Regions from separate parts of the Mus musculus genome. Here region 1 is linked to region 2. Evidence: chromatin contacts called from public Hi-C data. All regions are on one chromosome and are shown on one strand. The core of a region is the stretch at or near the end of the contact, and the rest is flanking DNA. Distances in the headings are between cores, read along the strand shown. Region 1 holds the start of Lrrn1 (leucine rich repeat protein 1, neuronal). Region 2 has its middle 70 kb from the start of Lrrn1.

Region 1 (2,700 bases), core at 155-2,654, 70 kb before region 2:
TTCGGTAGAGGGTTGGGGGCGGGGGGAGGAAGGGAGGGAACCCAGCCAGCCAAGGACTTCCCTCTGAGGTAGCGGTGACCGCAGGAACCTAGGAAGCACCGAATCAGTAGGCAGCAGCCCACACCCCTCTCCTTGCAGCACAAAGGACACTCGCTGGCAAACTTTCCTAGTCACTGACCCCAGAGCAGAATGCCTGGAAAAGATCAAGACTTCCCTGAAATTTCCACGTCTGTAGCAAGCCTCCTTAAGGGAGCTACCCCTTCTAGGCTCAAAACAGTTTTCTCCTCCTTGGACCACATAACAGTTGAGTATGTTCTCCCCAATGCTCTGACTTCAGTATCCTCAGTGTTTTGTTAATTACACTCCTTGCTCTTTATTCTTAGCATCGTAGCCTCTGCCGAGACCTTTTCCTCTCCCCACAACCTGCCACCTTTCTTTCCTTTTGACCCCATTTCCAACTCCCTGGGTCTTCTGTCTGCTCTCTTCCCAGGTCCCCAGCTTCTTTCCCCTGATCACAGCACCAAGCCTTCTCTTCTCTTTCCCCCTCTGATGGGTCCCTGAGATCCTGGGGCCTCAGCTCCAGTCACTGCCTTTTGCCCATTTCTGTCTGGCCTTTCTTCTCAACTATTGCTCTCGCTCGCCCTGCTTCATTTTGAAGGCAAGAGGGTGATCGGTAGATTCTCCTTTCCCGACTTCGTTTTTCCTCCTTGCTCGAGAAACCGCGCCCCCTTGTTCCCCTTAGCCCTGAGATCTTATCCCGAGGTTTCTCAAACGCAGTAGGGTCCGCCAAGCTGCCAAGTTTGTCTCTACTTCCTCCCTGCTGCCTCCCACACCTCCCGCTGCCTCCCACACCTCCTGCTGCGGCCCAGTTGGTCCGGGCACTTACCCTAAGGCTGGGCTGACAGGGGTGTTGGGGTGCGCACGGAGCGGGTGGTGGTGGCAGCAGCAGCCACTAGCCGGAGGATGAGGACCGGCAGAGCAGCGCCTCCACCCAGCCCGCAGCGCGCACTGGCTCCTTGGGGGACCCCCAGCAGAGCACCAAGATGCAAGGCGAGACAGCCGCGGGAGCAACAGCTGCTGCGCGGGGCTGGGCTAAATCGCGTTCTTGGGGGTCGTGGTAGAGACAGGCGGGAATAGGAAAGAGGGTAGAAGAAATGGGGTGCAGAGGGCGGGGCAGCGAAGGATCGGTCTCAAGGAAGGCGCCCGAGGCGCCTCGGAGTGCGGTGGCAAGGATGCCACTGTCTGGGAGGACGCCGCGGGCCCCGGTCCCCGCCCGACAAGCGCTGCAAACCGGGGCGCACGGCCCTCGCCTGGCTTCACGGCTTGCTGCCGGCGCCCTCCGTGCGCCCCGCTTTGTGCTCCCCGCAGCCGGCGTGCACCTGGTGTAAGCAAAAGCGGTCAGCTGATGGGCTGCGCGCCGATTGGCTGCTTAGCGGTCTCCTCCCCTCCCGCCCGACCCCCTTCCCGGCCTCCCCCTCCCGCCCTCCCGCCCGCTACGCCCGCCTAGGCGCAGTCCCGCGCTGGGGCACCATCTGTAGCCCGCCCAACAAAGGGGCAGCTCGGGCCCGCCACCCTGGGCCTGCCAGATCGCTGCAATGCCACTACAGCCGCTGCAGGGAGCAGAGAGCCACTCCTTTTTTCTTTTTTTCATTTTCTTCTTTTTTAAAAAAATAGGGACGAAAGACTGTGACTGGGAGAGGAAGGCAAGGACAGGGGAAGAACCCTTGTAGGAACGCCATAGTCTCCATGGGACTGCAATGGAGTTTTAAGTATGAGATCTGACCCATCCTTTGGAGATAGTTGGCTATGTGGTGCATACATACATACCCGCAGCTGAAATGGTTAATGCCCTTGCCGAACCCAGGGTAGTTCTGTGACCCTTAATTGCGAGGCAAAGCCACTGTGAAATTCTGGAGGCTTTCTGGAAACAATTCTGAAACTTTGAAACTGTGTAGTGTCTGTTTGGTTAGGTGTGAAACTTGTGTTCACATTAGCAGAGGATTGATTGAAAGTGCAGACTGCAGAGCGGTGTGAGGGCAAGGGTGGTGGGAGGCAGGCAAGAGTGTGGAAGGGAGGGTGGAAGTGGTTGAAGACTAGACCTGAACCAGGGTCTCAACTTCAAAGTGACAATCCAAAGCAAGGTTCAGGAAAAGCCTTTGATAAGTGCTATTGGGGGAATCAGCTTTAAGAGAGAGAGAGAGAGAGAGAGAGAGAGAGAGAGAGAGCATCAGCAACTTTGAGAAAGAGAACCTGATTTTATTTCCCCGGGATACTCAAGTCAAGAAATTCTGGGGAATTTGTGAAAGGATGGACCATGTAGAGACTGCCTTATCCAGGGATCCACCCCATAATCAGCATCCAAACGCTGACACTATTGCATACACTAGCAAGATTTTATCGAAAGGACCCAGATGTAGCTGTCTCTTGTAAGACTATGCCGGGGCCTAGCAAACACAGAAGTGGATGCCCACAGTCAGCTAATGGATGGATCACGGGGCTCCCAATGGAGGAGCTAGAGAAAGTACCCAAGGAGCTAAAGGGATCTGCAACCCTATAGGTGGATCAACATTATGAACTAACCAGTACCCCGGAGCTCTTGACTCTAGCTGCATGTGTATCAAAAGATGGCCTAGTCGGCCATCACTGGAAAGAGAGGCCCATTGGACACACAAACTTTATATGCCCCAGAACAGGGGAACG
Region 2 (2,700 bases), core at 29-2,528:
CAAGCCATTGCTTAAAGACTCCTATAATAAAATATTGAGAGAAAGCACACAGATCCATTCGCAAGGACAAGTTTTAGACGTTCGTTATACGGGATGCCACGGTTCCAGGAGGCTAAATTTCCATGAACTTTTCTCCTTGGGACTCCATCCAGGTTTCTAGGCCTGTCATGAGAGTCACTACTGGAGTGGATGTAGCAGGGGAGCTTCCACATTTCAATTGCCTGTTGTCCCCAATCCAGTCAAGTTGACACCAAATGACCTGTCACGCTCATCACCTAGATTCTGTAAAGAGCTTGGTTAAAGTGTGTTTGTATGCTTCCGAGGGAGCAGGCACTTCCCTTGTCCGTTCTATGTTTGTTCAGCTTTGTTGCTAAATGTGTTAATAGCAACATATGCTTCCTGTGACTTCCATATCTTTTTTTCTAGACACTCTTTGAGATGTTCATTATATACATCTGAATATTTTCTCAAATTCTATCATTCATGTATCATCATTTTAATAGTACAGGTAATATTTTTAGTTTTAGTTAGTCTGCCTGACATTTTTAGTTTAATTGAAATGACTTTAAAAAAAACTTAAATACATCTTAGTATTTTTTTCTCTAAGAGAACTTAATCTGAAACATCTTGAGGTCAAAGGGAAGTAGTACTGGATTTAATACATATAAAAATAAGTTGACTTCTGTACAATCAGATAACTTACAATATGCTTGAATATACACATTGCTGCCTTGTTTTATTGAGTTAAATGAAGTAAACTGGGACAGATATTAATGTATACTGTGCAGTTAGTATAGGCCAGACATATAGTATCCCTTCATTTGTTTTCTCAGTTAGTACTCTGAAGCTCACAAAACTTTCTGGGTTCAGTGTTTCTTTTATAATTATTTTCTAAAAGGAAAGTTACAGAGAGTCTTTGCCTGAAGTTAAACGCTCAGTGGCTATCAATGTTAGGGCTTGAGTTCATATCCTTATGCATTCAAATGCCAAATTTTGCCAACTGGGCCACAGAATGAAATATTCTATTTGTCTCAGAGGAAGTAACTACTTCTGAAGGCTTGAATGTGTGTGTGTGTGTGTCTGTGTGTGTGTGTGTGTGTGTGTGTGTGTGTGTGTGTGTGTGTGTGTCTGCAGTAAGCTTTTTAGAGACAACAAATATGTAGTTTGGAGACAACAACCATTGTCTCCAAACAGCTTACTACTGATTAGAACAGCTGTTTCCTCATTGGTAAAGGCTCTTATGCACTCTCATCAGACAGCTATGTTGACAGATATCATGTGGCAGGTGTACCATAACCAAAATTCCTTTCTCCTGAGAAATGTCTTGGTCTGCGATCAAGCATGAGCCATGCTAGACACAAATAACAGATGTAACTATAAAAGTCTGGGACAGGTGGGGTAAATGGATAAGAACAGTTTCTTCTCTAATCCTTTAAAACCTTCATGTACTATTTAAAAAGAGTATTGTATACCAAGCAGGGAAATGAGGGTGTAACTGAGGGGAAGGGGAAGGAGTTACTTGCTTCCTCAGGAGGGTGGAAAATCTGCAAAGCCATCTAGTTCCTTTGGCAAGCCATGTGATATTCTCCTTACCCTTTTGTCTACAAAGTTTCAATATAGCATTTTCCAAGGAGATCTTTAATGACTAGAAATGACCTATAACATCTTTTAAAAATAGTTGGAGAGATATATCAGCCACTAAGAGTACTTACTGCTCATCCAAAAGACCTGGATTTAGTTCACATAACCTCCTTCATGAAGCTAATGCCTACCTGTAACTCCAGTTACAGGAGGACCCAATGCCCTCTGGCCTCTGCAGGCTCCTGTACTCTTGTGGTAAATGTAAATCCATCCAGGCACACACATACACACATAAATTAAATAAATAGACATTCATTTGATGGATATAAATAAAAATTTAAAAATAGAAGGATAACATGGCCAAATAAACAGTCCATATTATATATTCTCCCCCCTTTTGAATTTTATTTTATTTTATTTTATTTTATTTTATTTTATTTTATTTTATTTTATTTGTTTTTTGGTGGATGCTCCTGAGTGTATGTGCATCAAGCACATACAGTATTTGCAATGACTGAAGAGGCTATCAGATCCCCTAAACTAGAGTTACAGGCAACCATGAACTGCCAAATATGGCTGAACTCAAGTCCTCTTCAAGACAAATAACTGCTCTTAACTGTTGGGCTATGTCTCCAGCCTTCCTCACATAGTTTGTATCTGGCCTCATGTGGCCTATCTTAGTCATGACTCCTGGCTCTGGTTCCCCTCCTAGTTCATCACTTTCAAATTAGACTGTAGACACAAACCTCCTTCTGGGTTTCAGGATCCTGCCTTTTTAATGCTGGTGGGTCCAGTAATGAGCACAGAATCCAACAAGGCTTTCTGGCTAAAGGTGTGATCAGGTTACTATGGCCTATCTTTAAAAAAATATTATTGATTCTTTGAGAATTTTACAAAGTGCGTTTTGATGATATTAAACCCTATCTCTTCTATGTTTAACCCCACCTTCCTATTACTCTAACTTTAAATCCTTTAAAAATTAATACCCATCAATCTGAATTTCTACTCTCTATATACACCTGGGTATAGGGTCTACTGGAACATGGTTAAACTACTAGGTGTCATGCCTTTAAAGAAAACTGACTCTCCCTCATTCATGAACCACCAGCTTTCCATAGC

Evidence for each region. A called contact is a pair of places that touch in the nucleus more often than the background predicts.
Region 1: a Hi-C map of myocytes shows a contact between it and region 2, with 5 times the contacts expected there. The contact joins the promoter of Lrrn1 here to the enhancer-like site in region 2. A contact is called at or near these places in 2 of 484 Hi-C or Micro-C datasets (muscle stem cells and myocytes) and 1 of 115 datasets of contacts at active chromatin or transcription factors (double positive thymocytes).

Annotation. Positions count from the first base shown.
Region 1 is chr6:107,528,430-107,531,129 of GRCm38.p6, reverse strand. It overlaps Lrrn1 (leucine rich repeat protein 1, neuronal), which reads right to left and starts at 1,404. Exons shown (of 2, transcript NM_008516.4): 1 at 887-1,404.
Region 2 is chr6:107,458,004-107,460,703 of GRCm38.p6, reverse strand. No RefSeq gene overlaps it. Among named protein-coding and RNA genes, the nearest start is that of Lrrn1, 70 kb to the left of the region's middle. Within about 2 kb of position 1,278, at least 4 of the 459 cell types and tissues checked have an H3K27ac peak or open chromatin away from gene starts, as enhancers often do. A contact at or near this core is called in muscle stem cells and myocytes, where this site is marked.